Regions from separate parts of the Sus scrofa genome. Here region 2 is linked to region 1. Evidence: chromatin contacts called from public HiChIP or PLAC-seq data. All regions are on one chromosome and are shown on one strand. Each heading gives the region's core, a stretch centred on a gene start, on an enhancer-like site or on the middle of the called end of the contact. The rest is flanking DNA. Distances are from core to core; before and after follow the strand shown.

Region 1 (7,627 bases), core at 3,278-5,777:
CTGAAAAAATGTGACACTTTTTTTTTTCAAACTGGTATTTGAAGGTATCTATCTATGGATTTAAATTTTAGATCCCTAAAGCAGGGTCCCTAGAATACTACTACATATTGTATACCTATCCCCCTTGTGAGGATTTAGGATACATATTAACATATTAATGTTGCTGGCAAGTCTTGCAATGAGAAACTTTGTATAATCTGGATTTCCTAAATTTATTTGATTTCCTCAACTTCCAGTCTACCTTCTTCAGCTCCCTGCTCCCTGCCAAATAAACCCTCAAATCCCAATTAGCAAACATGATTTGGGATGTTTGCTCTATACCATCCCTTTTCCTCCTTTCCTTCCTTTGACTCCTCCTCTACATCTGATCCTGGGACTTAGAACATGAACTGAGTGATTCTGAGATTTCCAAAGATGGTGTGGCAACTTTGCTTTTGGTAGCATTCCAGAAGACTAGCTTAGAGCTTGAAAATCACTTGACCAGGATAACTTTTGAACTTATGTTTATTAATGTTTAAAAAGTAGCTCTCATTATTATTAAAGCATTTAACATGTAAAAAATTAAACTAGGTGCCTAAAATAATGTCTTTCATTTGTATAAACTATTGTGGCTTTGCTCTATGTTATCTTAGATGGCCTTAGACCCAGCCTGTGAACTAGGCAGAGTGAACTCTGTCGGTCCTTTCTAGGGGAAAAGTGACTTGAGTTCATAGTGTTCTGGTGATTTGAATAAATCCATGTGATCAGTTAGCAGCAGGACCTGCTTTAAATCTCTGCATATCTGACTCCTAGTTTCAGTAAATTTCTTTTTCCACAGTTGCCAACCTGTAGAGGCAGTTTTTTGCTAATTCTTTCAACTCTCCTTCCACCCCCACCCCTTTTGATCGATGGACTCATTCATTCACTAATACCTACTACGTGTCCAATGCAGTGCTATTTTGATGCATACTCAAAAATGGAGCAGGAAAAGTTCTTGCCTGATGAGATCAGCAGATGAAATGATCAGCACCGGTACCTGGGATACGTTGTTAGAAATGGTAGAGAACACACCTGAAAGAATGCCATTTGATCTCTTCAGATAGACATCTCTGTTGGCAGGGAGCATTAGAGAAGTCACCGCTGTAAGACTTCAGCTAAACTGGGCAGTTAAGGATCAGCAGGATTCCTGCAGACAGAGGGAGGGTAGGATGAAACTGGCTCTGGAATAGGTCACATGAGGGCTTGGAGGCACAAAAGGGCCAAGTATGTTGGGAGAAGAGTGAGTGGTGAGGAAGGGCAGCAGATAAGGCCAGAAAGGCAGGTTGCAGATAGTGCGGGGGTGGGGCTGGACTCTGCGGCTCACCAGCTGTGTGACTTCTCCAAGTTTTACTTCCTTTCTTTACTGGGCTCCAGTGAGGATGAACTGCAGTCATGCCTGGGAGTGTCACTGTCTTAAATCCTCAAGAGGAAAAAGGGGGAAATCAATGAATAAACAATGATTTAAAGGTCCTGATGGATACCAGCCCTCCATGGATGTGAGTTGTCCTTGTTTATCTTGCTAAGCTAATTTGACTTGTTGTACACGCTATGAACAATTTTAAACAAGTAGTATGGGAGTTCCTGTTGTAGCTTAGCAGTAATGAACCTGACTAGTATCCATTGGGTTCGATCCCTGGCCTTGCTCAGTGGGTCAGTGGGTTGAGGATGTGGTGTTGCCATGAGCTGTGGTGTAGACCGCAGACTCAGCTCGGATCCCTTGTTGCTGTGGCTGTGGCTGTGGTGTAGGACGCTGGCTGCACCTCCGATTCGACCCCTAGCCTGGGAACTTTCACAGCCCTTAGAGGACCAAAAAAAAAAAAAAAAGTTATGTTATCAGCTTTCTTATTATAGAAAGATTTAGAATAGTCAGCAGAGGAATAAGTTTATGATATTAAAGTAATTGGTGCAGTTTTAGACATAACGAGGCTCAAGCAGTAAATTGAGGTATAAACCCAATAAGGCAATGGTAGAGCTGGGAATTTGCTATAGTTAAAGTGTTTGCTTTTCCACCTGTTTTTGACTTGTTTGGTAATGACATGGTTCATTCCATTATCCCGGAGTCTAGTCCAGTTCACGTCCATATCCAGGGGGTTTGTGTCTTAATGTAATTAAGAAGTGGGTACTGGGGAGTAGGTGGCAGATCTGGAGGAATAGTTTTCAGCTAAGACTGAAGCATTGGATGGCCACCCTGGCAACCTGGATCTTCTCTAGGATACTCTGTCTCCACGTGCATAAGCAAAAAACCTCTTTATTATGTGGAGCCACTCTAGTTTTTTTCTAGTCCAGACATGAACTATGTAGGCAAGTCTTTTGGGTCAGTGCCTACCAGTAGGAGCCCCCAAAGATCAGTCTGTTTCTCCATATGAAGCAGTCATTTTCTACATTTCTCATCTTGTCTAATTGTCCACATTATCTTCTTTAAACCATTACTTTGTTGGACTGGCCCAGTGGTTTTTAAAAATTGGCACTTAAATGGCTTTAAGTAGACACACAGTGTCCAGTTAAGGCTACAAAACTTCCCTGCTGTCACCTGGCTTGCTTCATACATTTGTGTTTCCTACCTGGTTCCTCCAGGCATTTGAGTTTCATCTGAAAATGCAATGGGCCTTCCAGTCTGGAGTAGTATACTAGACCTCGTCATAGCACTATTACAGGATTCAAAATGAAATAGGGCATCCATGGACTCCATCCAAAGGGGCTTGTTTCTAAAAGTGGTTTTTCCCTAAAACATATCCCCATAAAAACTGCTGTTGACTGATGTTTATGTACATATTTGAGGTAACACGTCTTGACTCATAGAATTTACATGGCAGAGGCTTCTTTCTAAACTTATGTTTATTGGGAACATAAGTATTAGCAAAATCTTGTGGATTTTATTTAGTAATCAGTAAAATAATACAAAATAAATTGACCCTTTATTTTGAATACTTATTGAATATGACCCTTGATAAATAAGTGTCAGTATTACGTGTCTATTGCCACTGCTGCTTCTTTACCCTTGGTTTTGCCAGCACAGAATTCACTTTTGTTGTTTTGGGGGAAGTGCCTCTTTCTTTGCTAGCATATAATCCATAATACAAAAGACTCAAACGTCTTAACTGTTAGAGGACAAGTTTGCATAGTAGAAATTAACCATTTCTAGAGTTTGTTTAAAGGGACAGAAAGTTTTTTTCTACTGAACAATTTGTGTCTCTCTGTTCTAGTTTCTGTTACTATGGCAATGACGGCAGGGACTACTGCTACCACCTTTCCTATGAGCAACCATACCCGGGAAAGAGTGACTGTGGCCAAGCTCACACTGGAGAATTTCTACAGCAACCTAATTTTACAGCATGAAGAGAGAGAAACCAGGTACAGAAAAGGCTGGTCAAAATTTTCTGTGTAGTTAATAATTTTCTTGTTATGCTGCAGGTGGGGAGTAAACACCCTGTCCATTAATAATACAAATATTGTGGAAACCTGTATGCTGTCTTTAGGTTTCCTGAGAGTGTACCTTGTTACTTGTTTTACTTTCATAGAGTAGTATCTTGTCCTGTGCACCCATATACTTGTATCACAGGTCAGTTGGTGTTTTAAAGAAAACTTTTCTACCTATGAAATTCTGACATACCTTTATACTTTCTTTTAGAAGGGAGCTTAATGAATAACTGCCTTTAACCCAAAAGGATTCACAGTGTTGTGTGTATATCAGTGGGAACGGGAGAATTTTAAAAATGAGTCAAATGTTATTTTGCCTTCAGGAAACTTACAGCAAGAGAGACAATGCACATAAATATTACATGAAAGGGTGAAAAGTATGCCCTTTGGGAAGGGCAAGGATGGGAGAGATTGTTTTTGACAGAGGCAGCTGGGAAGGCTTCATAAATGGTGGTGACATTTAAACGGGGCTCCAAAGGGAGAGTACTGTTTATGTATGCAGAAAGGGGAGAAGAAAGAGGTGAAAGAGCAGGAGGAAGGATATTAGAGGCGGAAGAAACCACCTTCAGTGCCCTTCAGGCACTGTCTAATTTCGCTCCAGCTGGGTTTTACCATTTCCTGAGAGCTTTGGATGCTTTGTTAGTGGAGCTTTTCTCATGCCAGTAAAGAGCCTTGAAAACTTTCAAAAAGAAGATTTAAATGGTCACAGGTGTTTCTCTGGGAGACTACTTTAGTTGTGATGGACAGAATTGATTGTGGGAAGAGGAATTAGGAACAGGAAAGGCTAGTGCTGTAGCCCAGGCCAGTGGAAAGGAGGCTTGCTTTCGGATTATGACAGCAATAATAGAGAGGAACTGAGTGAGAAAGACAGAAAAAACATAGCAACTACCCAAATATGGAGTGCAAGAAAAATAAGTTAATGCTGGCTCCGAAATCTCACACTTGGGCATACCGAGAGTGGCACAATTAGCGAACTAGGACTGTAGAGGAAGAATCTGGTTTTGAACATAATTTTGGGCAGGTCTAACTGATTAGATGTGGCTGGAGAGAGAATTAGAACTAGAAAATGAAACCAAAGTAACTACTCAGAAGTCAACTAGGAAATAAGAAAGAGAGCTAAGCAACATGGAGGACAGTGAGGAGAGCAAACATATCTTTGATCAGAGTTCCAAAGGAAGAGAAGAAGGAGAAGGGAACAGAGAGAGGCAAGTTAAATGAAGCATATGCCATCTGCAGAAATTCCAGAAGATTTAACTTAACTTAGGTGGAGGGAACATAGTCACAAACAGAAAATCTAACTGTAAACATGTGAATGATTCTCAACAAAAACTGTATAAAAAATCAGCAATTGAGATCTTGCCATGGCGCAGTGGAAACGAATCCAACTAGGAACCATGAGGTTGCAGGTTCGATCCCTGGCCTCATTCAGTGGGTTAAGGATCTGGCGTTGCCATGAGCTGTGGTGTAGGTTGTAGACTTGACTCGGATCCTGTGTTGCTGGACTGTAGCGTAGGCTGGCAGCTGTAGTTCCAATTTGACACCTAACCTTGGACCCTCCATATGCCATGGATATGGCCCTAAAAAGCTAAATAAATAAATAAATAATAAAAATTAAAAATTGCAATTCTCACTCAAAAAAAACCCAGCAGTATTGATAATGTCTTATGTATGTATGTACGTATGTATGTATGTATTTGCTTTTTAGGGCCACAAGTGTGGCATATGGGGCCAGCCTCTGCCACAGCCACAGCAATGCCAGATTTGAGCAGCTTCTGTGACCTGCACCACAGCTCACAGCAACACACTGGATTCTTAACCCACTGAGTGAGGCCAGGGATCGAACCATGTTCTCTTGGATACTGGTCAGGTTCATTATAGCTAAGCCACAATGGGAACTCCTTTTTTTTTTTAATGTCTTATGTATTTTTTCAAAAAGTATTAAAGTGTTTTTGTGTAGTAGACTCTTAGTTAGGAGGGAAGTAAGTGGAATTAAATTATTCTTAAGAGGATCATTGACTCTGTGGATAGTGGATACAACATAGCTAGGGAAAATTGATTAATTTCAGGCTTTGACAAATTAAATGTACACGTAATTTTTAGGGTAGCCTCTAAAGGAATAAAAATAGAGTTTGTAACTTTGAAACTAATAGAAGGAAAAAAATGGATGGGGAAAAATAAATTCAGAAGGCGGCAAGTGAAAAAGAAAAACTGAAATACCAACGAGCAAGCACAAGTAGAAATTGCACCATAAGTGAGAAATAAATCCAGACACATAAAAAACTATGTCAACTGTAAATGTAATGAATGTCTCTGAAAGTGGTCAGATCATCAAAGGAGATGGAATAAAGTAAAAGAAAGGAAGGAAAGCCCTAGATTTTTTCAATAGTCACTTAAATTATTCATCAGAATTTTAAAGGGTCATTGTCTTTTTATTGCTGAAACCTTAAAGTAATTCTGTTTTGCCCTCTGTTCCCAAACAAAGGAAAGTAGGAATAAAAGAATCTACTGTTGTTTAAAAAGAAAAAAGCAATCTCATCTTTATGGTGCCATGGAAGTTAAATAATCAGCTTATATTTTCTAAAAGCTTTTTTTTTTTTTTTTGTCTTTTTTTGCTATTTCTTGGGCTGCTCCCGCGGCATATGGAGGTTCCCAGGCTAGGGGTCGAATCGCAGCTGTAGCCGCCAGCCTATGCCAGAGCCACAGCAATGCGGAATCCGAGCCTTGTCTGCAACCTACACCACAGCTCACGGCAATGCCGGATCGCTAACCCACTGAGCAAGGGCAGGGACCGAACCCACAACCTCATGGTTCCTAGTTGGATTCATTAACCGCTGCGCCACGATGGGAACTCCTAAAAGCTTATACTTTAGGAAAACACATGACATTTTAAGGCTTACCTAATTGAGTAAATGCCAATAAAGTACCAGTAAGAATAGAGCATAAGCTTATTTAGAGGTAAAGTCTCTTTTAAAGTGGTATAGGAAAAGTCCGTGAGTCTTCCTATTTAGGCCTGGAAATGGATGAAAGTCCTTGCATCTCTCCTCATAAGGATGGGAGATTTACTGAAGTTTTAGCTTTCACACAGATTGAGGAAAGGGGGCAGTAGGGATTTGACAGAAGAATAAATCTGCTTGTGTACTGATAGTGCCTCCTAGGTTAATGGTCCTCTCACTCTGTGGATTCTTCCTGCAGAGGAGAAAACCCAGATCATTGAACAAGCAGCTCTGTGCATAAAGGCAGACACAGGATCCAGTATTGGCCTAGCCCATTCAAAGGGTTGGGCTTGGGCAAATAATATAGCAACAAAAGATAACTGTGTAAACAAAAAATCAGTGTGATTAGTGCCAAGGTGGGTGCTTATTACTAGACTCAAGGAAGTGACTGAACTATATATATACACACACACACACGCATATGTATTTATTCATTTATTTATTTTGTCTTTTGTCTTTTTAGGGCCACACGGGCGCGGCATATGGAGGTTCCCAGGATAGGGGTCTAATTGGAGCGATGGCTGCCGGCCTACACCACAGCCCCAGCAACGCTGGATCCGAGCTGCATCTGCAACCTACACTACAGCTCACAGCAACGCCGGATCCTTAACCCACTGAGCGAGGCCAGGGATCAAACCCACAACCCCATCGTTCCTAGTTGGATTCGTTTCCACTGTGCCACGACAGGAACTCCAAGATTTTTTTTTTTTTTTTTTTTTGTCTTTTGTTGTTGTTGTTGCTATTTCTTGGGCCACTCCCGCGGCATATGGAGGTTCCCAGGCTAGGGGTTGAATCGGAGCTGTAGCCACCGGCCTACGCCAGAGGCACAGCAACGCAGGATCCGAGCCGCGTCTGCAACCCACACCACAGCTCACGGCAACGCCGGATCGTTAACCCACTGAGCAAGGGCAGGGACCGAACCCGCAACCTCATGGTTCCTAGTCGGATTCGTTAACCACTGCGCCACGACGAGAACTCCCAAGATATTTTTTAAAGGAACTTTCCATTAAAAATAGGGGATCTTAACAGCAGTTTAGGGAAAGATTACTTTTGGACAGACTGTCATAAACAACAAATACCAAAACATTTGTATGATGGTTTCAGTCCTCAACCCTTGTACTCATTTGGCTAAGTCTTTGAAAGTTAGTCTAATTCTGGTACACTCCAGAACTAATTAGGAAGAGCTCTCCTGGTACCAG
Region 2 (7,627 bases), core at 3,195-5,694, 290 kb before region 1:
TCCTTTTCTTTATCTGAGAATGATTTTTATTTCACCTTCATATATGACGGGTGTTTTCACTGGATATAGAATTCTGGGTTGAGAGTTTCTTTCAGCACTTTCTACTGGCCTTTATGATTTCTGATAAGAAATCTACAGTCATTTAAATTGTTGATTCTGCATAAATAATGTGTTGTTTTCTTCTGGCAGCTTTCAAGGTTTTCTTCTTTGTCTTTTATTTTTAGAAATTTGATTATGATGTGTTTGAGCTCAGACCTTCTTGGTTTTATTCTGAGTTTGCTGAAGATTGGGAGTGTTACAAACAAATACTTCTGAAAAATAGGCAAAGTGTTACATAATTTAAATTAATGAATAACTGATCAAGTTAAATATATTTCCCTATTACCTTATTGACAAGTTAGAATGTTCTTGGAAGGAAACACAAAATAGGATGGTATTTTATTCATTGTTGAGTATTATGTTATTTACAAAAAGGTTTTCACATCTTCTGCCATTCATGAAATTTTCCCAGGAATTCCTTGATGACTTAGTGGGTTAAGGATGCCACATTGCCACTGATGTCACACAGGTTCATTCCCTGGCTCAGGAACTTCCACATGCTATGGGCATGTCCAAAAATAAGAAAGAAAGAAAGAAAGAAAGGAAGAAAGGAAGGAAGGAAGGAAGGAACTTTCCCATAAGTGTTTAATATTATGGTTGGTCTCTTCCAACTGGAATTAGATGTTTCATGGAGATTTTAGTGTTCATTTTGAGGTTTTTGTCAGGGGCTATTAGGTAGTCATTCTGATTTTATCAGCCCTTATACTTATGGATTTTATAACTGATCATCCCAAGTTTCTTTTTGGAGTTTGGCAGGCCAGATTTTGTGTGTCTGTGATGGAATCTTTGACATGCTCCATGGATTTGTTATGATTGCATTGTTTTATGTGAAACCCTTGCATAAGGACTTTTAGTAAAAAGTAATGTATTTATAGTGACATACTTTAAAGTAGTTCCGTAGTATCTGTGGTATAGGATACTAGCTTGTAGTATTTTTTTTTATGGTGGGCCTCTACCTTATTATTTTAGGTAGTATCAAGCCATCAAGTAGTTAATATTTGTTGTCCTTTAAAGGATGTCAGAGGAGGAACTTCATCGCAGCCTTTAAAGAAGTGAATTATTCTAAAAACAATTCAGCTACTATTCAGCATATATTTACTCTTTCATTTTAGCAAATTGCTCTGTCTTAGAGGGCCACAGCTAAGTCATTTGATCAGTTTAGCTTCTGGTAAGAAATTGAATTTTATCAGTGTGACCTAAGCACCTGTTGATACACATGTCAGATCTGGTGTATATCACTTTTCATGTTTAATGTAAAACCCATTAACAAACACTAAAGTCAGGATTTGGTGTACTAGAGAGTCACAAGTTTTGTTTTGGGCTAGGACACTTCTTGAATTATGGAAACACAGTTATGAGATTTTCTTTCAGTATGTATGGTGGTTAGAGTAAGGAGAAAATAACGATATTTCATAGTTATTTAAAGAGTAGAAAATTTAGGGTGGTTTCATTTAGCTATTGGAATTTTTTTTTTTTTTTTTTTTTTTTTCTTCCCTGGCGGCATATGGAAATTCCTGGGCCAGGGATCAAACCTGCACCACAGCAGGACCCAAGATGTCACAGTGACACCACCAGATCCTTAACCTACTGTGCCACAAAAGAATTCCTGGGATATACTACATATGGGAATATTAGTTATAAAGACCTAGTGTGAGCTCTGAAGATGCTTTGACTAATTTAGTCAAGGCCCATGTGGTTTCTCTGAGGCAAGGAAGGTGAGCCTTAACTATTTAGTAAAAGCATAGGAATGGGCAGCAGGTCTTCGGTGCCCTGCTGTCAAGTTGATAGCCCTAGAATGTAACATAACTTTTTCAGTGTAAGTATTCATGTCTAGATCACCTATCATCTGATCATATATAGCAATTTTAGTGCATTTTATTTGGAAACACATCCTGTCTATTAAGTTTGTATATGTTGTGTTACAAAGCATAAAGTGGTATTCTTCTGATAGTAGTCCTAACAGTACTGTTGAGAGGGTAGGACCTGGGACTTGAGTTCTGTTAAGTCAAGGTAAACGTGTGTGTGTGTGTGTGTATCTTTTTAGGCCCACACCTGTGGCATATGGAAGATCACAGGCTAGAGAGTCTAATCAGAGCTGTAGTCACTGGCCCACGCTATAGCCACATCAATGCCAGATCTGAGCCATGTCTGCGATCTACACTAGAGCTCACAGCAACGCCGGATCCTTAACCCACTGAGCAAGGCCAGGGATCGAACCCGTGTCTTCATGGTTACTAGTCGGGTTCATTACCACTGAACCACAATGGGAACTCCTAATCAAAGTAAACTTTACTTCTCTGATGTCTTTTCCAACTTCCTCTAGACTTTCAGTTTGTTTTTTAATTTTCTTTCACCATCTGTTAGAACCAGTTATTTTTACTGAAAGACAAATATTTTTTTCCATTTTCAATTTTTTTTAGCTATTACAAGTCAATTTCTTCCCCTTATCCCCTTCACAACATTTTTTTTTTTAAAAACATAACTTTAAAATTTTACTCTAAAGAATCTGGTGTGCTATAGTAGTGAGATTAATAGGCGATATGTGGAGATATAATGACTGCAGTATAAACAAAAAAGCCGTGGGAATTCCCTTGTAGCACAGTGGGTTAAGTATCTGGCATTGTCACTGTAGTGACCCAGGTTGCTGCAATGGCTCAGATCCTGGCCTGGAACCTCTACATGCCATGGGTGCAGCCAAAAAGAAAAAAAGAAAAAAAATTTAAGCAGTGTTATTATCTATCTATAATTTTATTTTATTGTATTGGTTGTGGCATATAGCAGCTTGAATGTAGGATCTCAGTTCCCAGATCAGGGATTGAACCCAGGCTGCAGTGGCGAAAGTGCCTAGTCTTAACCTTAGGCCACTAGGGAGCTCCCTGTCTATAATTTTAGATAATTTCCCCCCTCTGAAAGTTTAGAGGAAGGGCACAGCATTGTCGGAGGCTAATGTCTCTCTTGGAGCAGCATCTTAAACAAATTGTGGATGGTCGACCTTTTGTGTTTTAGCCACTATGAGACAATGGTTCTTTTCATGGCCCTTTTGCTTGTATTTTGAAGTACCCTTATCTAAACCTTTTAAATCTTAGAAGACAGATGTTTTGGTTGTTTTATCTAGAGAGCCAGAAATTATTAATTTCCAGTTTTTAAAGCTCTCTGGAAATGTCTAGTCATAAATTAAATATTTTCTTAATTGGTGGTTTTATATGTTAACTTATTTTGATTAAATCTTTTTATTCAACTTTGACCCTATTTATAGTAACAGGACAATATATACTCTTTGCTTTAGCTGTTGGGTACAACCAAGAATACAGTTTTAATGTTTTTTCATCTTTATTTAGTTTGCAGTTTTGAATCTTTCTTATATATTACCTTAAATGAAAGTCTACTAAAATGGCCTGATGGGTTTTCTTTCTTTTCAGGTGTTAGCAGTTGAGTTAGTTAAATCTCTTTTGTACTTCGCTGAATGTTTCTGTATCTGAGGACCTAATAATTAATTGAACTAGTCAGTACAGATCTGGAGTCGAGTGCAGTGGTATCTAACAAAGTTCTGCATTCTGTAGCAAATTTCCATCTTCCTAAACTTGATGAAAATCCTTAATTATAGCCCTTAATTTGGATCTATCCTTGTGTTTTAATTTAACTGCTATAGACTTGGCTTTTGGCCCAGTAATTTTACAGTATAATTTCATTTTTTTGAGAAAATGTTGAAGAAAGAGTGACACATACAGAAAGTAAGATGAAACCTAGTAGAAAGAAAATTTCAATAATGGTAAGTTTCAGAAAAATTAAAGGTTTTGAGATAAATCATTTTTAAATTAAAATTTTGTTTTGAGGTCTCATCATACCAGCTGAAAAAGCTATTGGCTGTTTCATGTTTTATCTTTTTTTTTTTTTTTTTTTGCTGCACCTGTTGTCATGTGGACGTTCCCCTTGCCAGGAATTGAATCTGAGCCCCAATGGTGACCTATACCACAGCTGTGGCAATGCAGGATCCTTAACCCACTGCACCAGGCCAGGGATTAAACCCACACTGAGCCACTATAGTCAGATTCTTAACCCACTGTGCCACAGTTGGAACTCCTGTTTCCTAATTTTTTGAGCTCGTTTTAGACATATTAATTATTGATTTTAGCATATCAGAAGTTTCCCCTAATGGCCAGTGTTGTCCTAAGTTAAAACTTTCTTTGCCATTTACTAAGGAAAGTGCAAGAGTTAGGATTATATACAATTTTATATAAGAAGCCAAAGTTCCTTCAGAAGGAGGTTTGACACTTTGACACAGGGTGACACATAGAGGCCACTTTGGCTGGCCAGTAGTGTGTGTGTGTGTGAATGACACTTTAGGTCATGTGACAAGCAGAGGCTCAGAAGTGTCATGTGATCAGAGAACTGGCAATCATTGACTGCAGAATGCAGATTAATTAAGTAACCTTTTTCACAAACAGCAAGATAAGGACTGCCCTCATGAGAAGCACAATTTCTGTATAACATAAAATATATTTATTGGCTATGTACTTTTTTCTCTCACCATAAATTCAGGGTGTTTTAAATACATTCTGATTATGTCTGGAAATCATTTATAGATGTTGTCATTTTTTGAATGTTATAAATTCACTTTCAAGTTTGTACCATCAAAACAGAAGCAAAACCACAGGTGTTCTGAGATGATTCTGCCGAACAAAGAACAATCCAGTAACAGTTGTAGCTTAAGCATGTCAGTGTTAACGTGAAACTAAAATAAGATCATATGCCAGCCTTGTTTTAAATCTTGATTTTAACTTTTGATTATAGGCATTCCTTTGGAAATGAGTTGCACAATTGAGAAGGCATTGGCTGATGCTAAAGCCCTTGTTGAAAGATTGAGAGACCATGACGATGCAGCGGAATCTTTGATTGAGCAAACCACAGCTCTCAGCAAGCGAGTAGAAGCTATGAAGCAGGTTGGATCTTTTTTTCTTTCTTGTTGATTCCATTTTTAAAAAGCGGTCATTGACATTTATGTGTCGCTTACATCGTAAACTTCTGCTCAATTAGTATTTCACTATTTTTGTTAATGTTCTCTAAAATTTTAAAGTAGCTTGACTTGTATGTTTCAGTTTAGACTTGTCAAGTTTGGGTGACATGTATTTGTATATAGATGTTCTAAAACTTATAGACTTGATCACTTATTTTTCTGACAGGAATGCACATTTGAGTTTAGAAAATATATGCATTTTTCAGGTCTAGATATATTTGACAAAGACCAGATAATCTTTTTACCAATATGGACATATATTTTGCTCTGTCTCCTATTTTTATAATGTAGAAATGTTATATTTTTCTTTATAAAAGTATTTAGATAAAAACAAGTATTTAGGTGATGCTACTTAACAGTAAAGTAGTTTCTGAAAGTGATGCAAAGCAATATCTGGTTTACACCTGTTGCCATTACTGCATCCCTGTTTGCTGCCTTATTTTTCATTTAATGCTGCCAATTAAAGAAGAAATAAAAAGGACTTCATTTCTTGTTATCCTTACTGCTGTATTGAAGAACTTTACAGTGTGCCATGGAGTTGAGCTGACATTTTAGGCCCGCTTTTGATAAAGATTTTCAACTCTAAGTAAGAGAATTATACGATCTCTGATATTATGATGAAAATCACTGGAGGAAAGTATGTATTCACATCTTACCCTCTTGAAATGCATGTTCTGTAAAAGGAAGCAACCCAGCTAGCCCCTGGCAACCACAAATCTTTCTATTGCTAAGGATTTGCCTATTTTGGACATTTCATATGAATGGAATCATACAGTATGTGGATTTTTTTGACTGTTTTTTAAATGTAATATCAAGTTTCATCCAGGTAGTAGCATATGTCAGCACTTCATTTGTTTTTATTGCTAAATAATATTCCTTGTGGAGTTCCTGTCGTGGCTCAGTGGTTAATGAATTCAGTTAGGAACCGTGAGGTTGTGGGTTGAATCCCTGACCTTGCTCAGTGGGTTAAGGATTCAGCATTGCTGTGAGCTGTGGTGTAGGTCACAGACGTGGCTCAGATCCTGCGATGCTGTGGCTCTGGCATAGGCCAGTGGCTACAGTTCCGATTCGACCCCTAGCCTGGGAACCTCCATATGCCACAGGAGCGGCTCTAGAAAAGGCAAAAAGACAATAATAATAATAATATTCCCTGTAAGGATACAGCACATTATGTGTATTTATCAGCTGATGACCATTTGGATTGTTACTACGTTTTGGCTATTATGTATACTACTGCTGTGAATACTTATAAGTTTCTTTGTGGACATGTGTTTTCAGTATTCTTGGGTTATATACCTACCTAGTTGTAGAGTGGATAGGTCATATAACTCCGTGTTTAACTTTTTGAGGATCATCCTATTTTCCAAAGCAGCTATAACATCTTACATTCCTATCAACAGTCTACCAGAGTTAATTATTTCTCCACATCCTCTCCAGTGCTTATTAGTATTTGCTTTTTGACTGAGGACATCCTAGTGGTTGTTAAGTGGTATCTCATTGTTGTATCAAATTGTATTTCCCTAATGACTTACGATGTTAAGCATCTTTCATGTATTTATCGGCCCATTTGTGTATCTTTTTTAGAGAAATGTCCCTTCAAATCCATTGCTGATTTTTTTTCAGCTTTATTGAGATATACTTGACATACAACATTGTATAAGCTTAAGAAGTACAATGTGTATCAATATATGTATATATTGTGAAACAGTTACCTACCACACTAAAGTTAGTTAATATCTCCATCACCTTACATGATAAAGATGTGTGTATGGTGAGAACATTTAAGAAGTACTATCTTGACAACTTCCAAATATTTGATATAGTATTGTTAACGCTAGACACCGTGGTGTACATTTCATCCTCTGAACTTACTTGTTTGCCCATTTTTAAATTAGGTTTTTTTGTGTGTGAGTGGAGTTGTAAGAGTTCTCTATCAAATATATATGTGTGTGTGTATATATGTATATAGATCAGATATATATTTTCAAATATTCTCTTTTTTTTTTAATCTTTTCATTAGTATCAAGAGGAAATTCAAGAACTAAATGAAGTTGCAAGACATCGGCCACGGTCCACATTAGTTATGGGAATACAGCAAGAAAACAGACAAATCAGAGAATTGCAACAAGAGAACAAAGGCAAGATATATTATCACTGTGTATAGCAAATCAAAAGAGAACGTTAATCTGCACTTGTACTGTCAACTTGGGGGCCAATTAATATTTTTAAAAGTGGAGAAATAGCCAGTTAAAGTTACTTTTTCACATTAATCCCATTTCTGATTCATTATGCCTAAATCATATCTAGTGCTCTTTTACACTATCCTACATAATGAATGTCTACCTTACTTGGAAGTAGACAAGACAAGGTATTGAGACTCCCAACCCTCAATATCCAGTTTGTACTATTGTCATTACCTTTGAAATAGTTCAGTTTCATCCTCTGCAATCCCATTGCCTTGGCTCCCAGTTTAGTTGTTTATAATCTCTTTCCTGAACTCTCCTAATTCATCTT

What was found. HiChIP or PLAC-seq counts read pairs in DNA pulled down with a chosen protein or histone mark.
Region 2: an H3K27ac HiChIP or PLAC-seq map of alveolar macrophages shows a contact between it and region 1. The contact joins two enhancer-like sites. A contact is called at or near these places in 2 of 47 Hi-C or Micro-C datasets (both in embryonic fibroblasts) and 2 of 2 datasets of contacts at active chromatin or transcription factors (alveolar macrophages and skeletal muscle).

What each region holds. Positions count from the first base shown.
Region 1 is chr5:46,516,806-46,524,432 of Sscrofa11.1, reverse strand. It overlaps STK38L (serine/threonine-protein kinase 38-like), which reads left to right. Exons shown (of 15, transcript XM_021092164.1): 3 at 3,222-3,369. The coding sequence starts at 3,233. Among named protein-coding and RNA genes, the nearest start is that of ARNTL2, 38 kb to the right of the region's middle. Within about 2 kb of position 4,527, at least 4 of the 83 cell types and tissues checked have an H3K27ac peak or open chromatin away from gene starts, as enhancers often do. A contact at or near this core is called in alveolar macrophages, where this site is marked.
Region 2 is chr5:46,805,483-46,813,109 of Sscrofa11.1, reverse strand. It overlaps FGFR1OP2 (FGFR1 oncogene partner 2), which reads left to right. Exons shown (of 6, transcript XM_005664032.3): 2 at 4,891-5,039; 3 at 7,134-7,251. The coding sequence starts at 4,905. Among named protein-coding and RNA genes, the nearest start is that of FGFR1OP2, 15 kb to the left of the region's middle. Within about 2 kb of position 4,444, at least 4 of the 83 cell types and tissues checked have an H3K27ac peak or open chromatin away from gene starts, as enhancers often do. A contact at or near this core is called in alveolar macrophages, where this site is marked.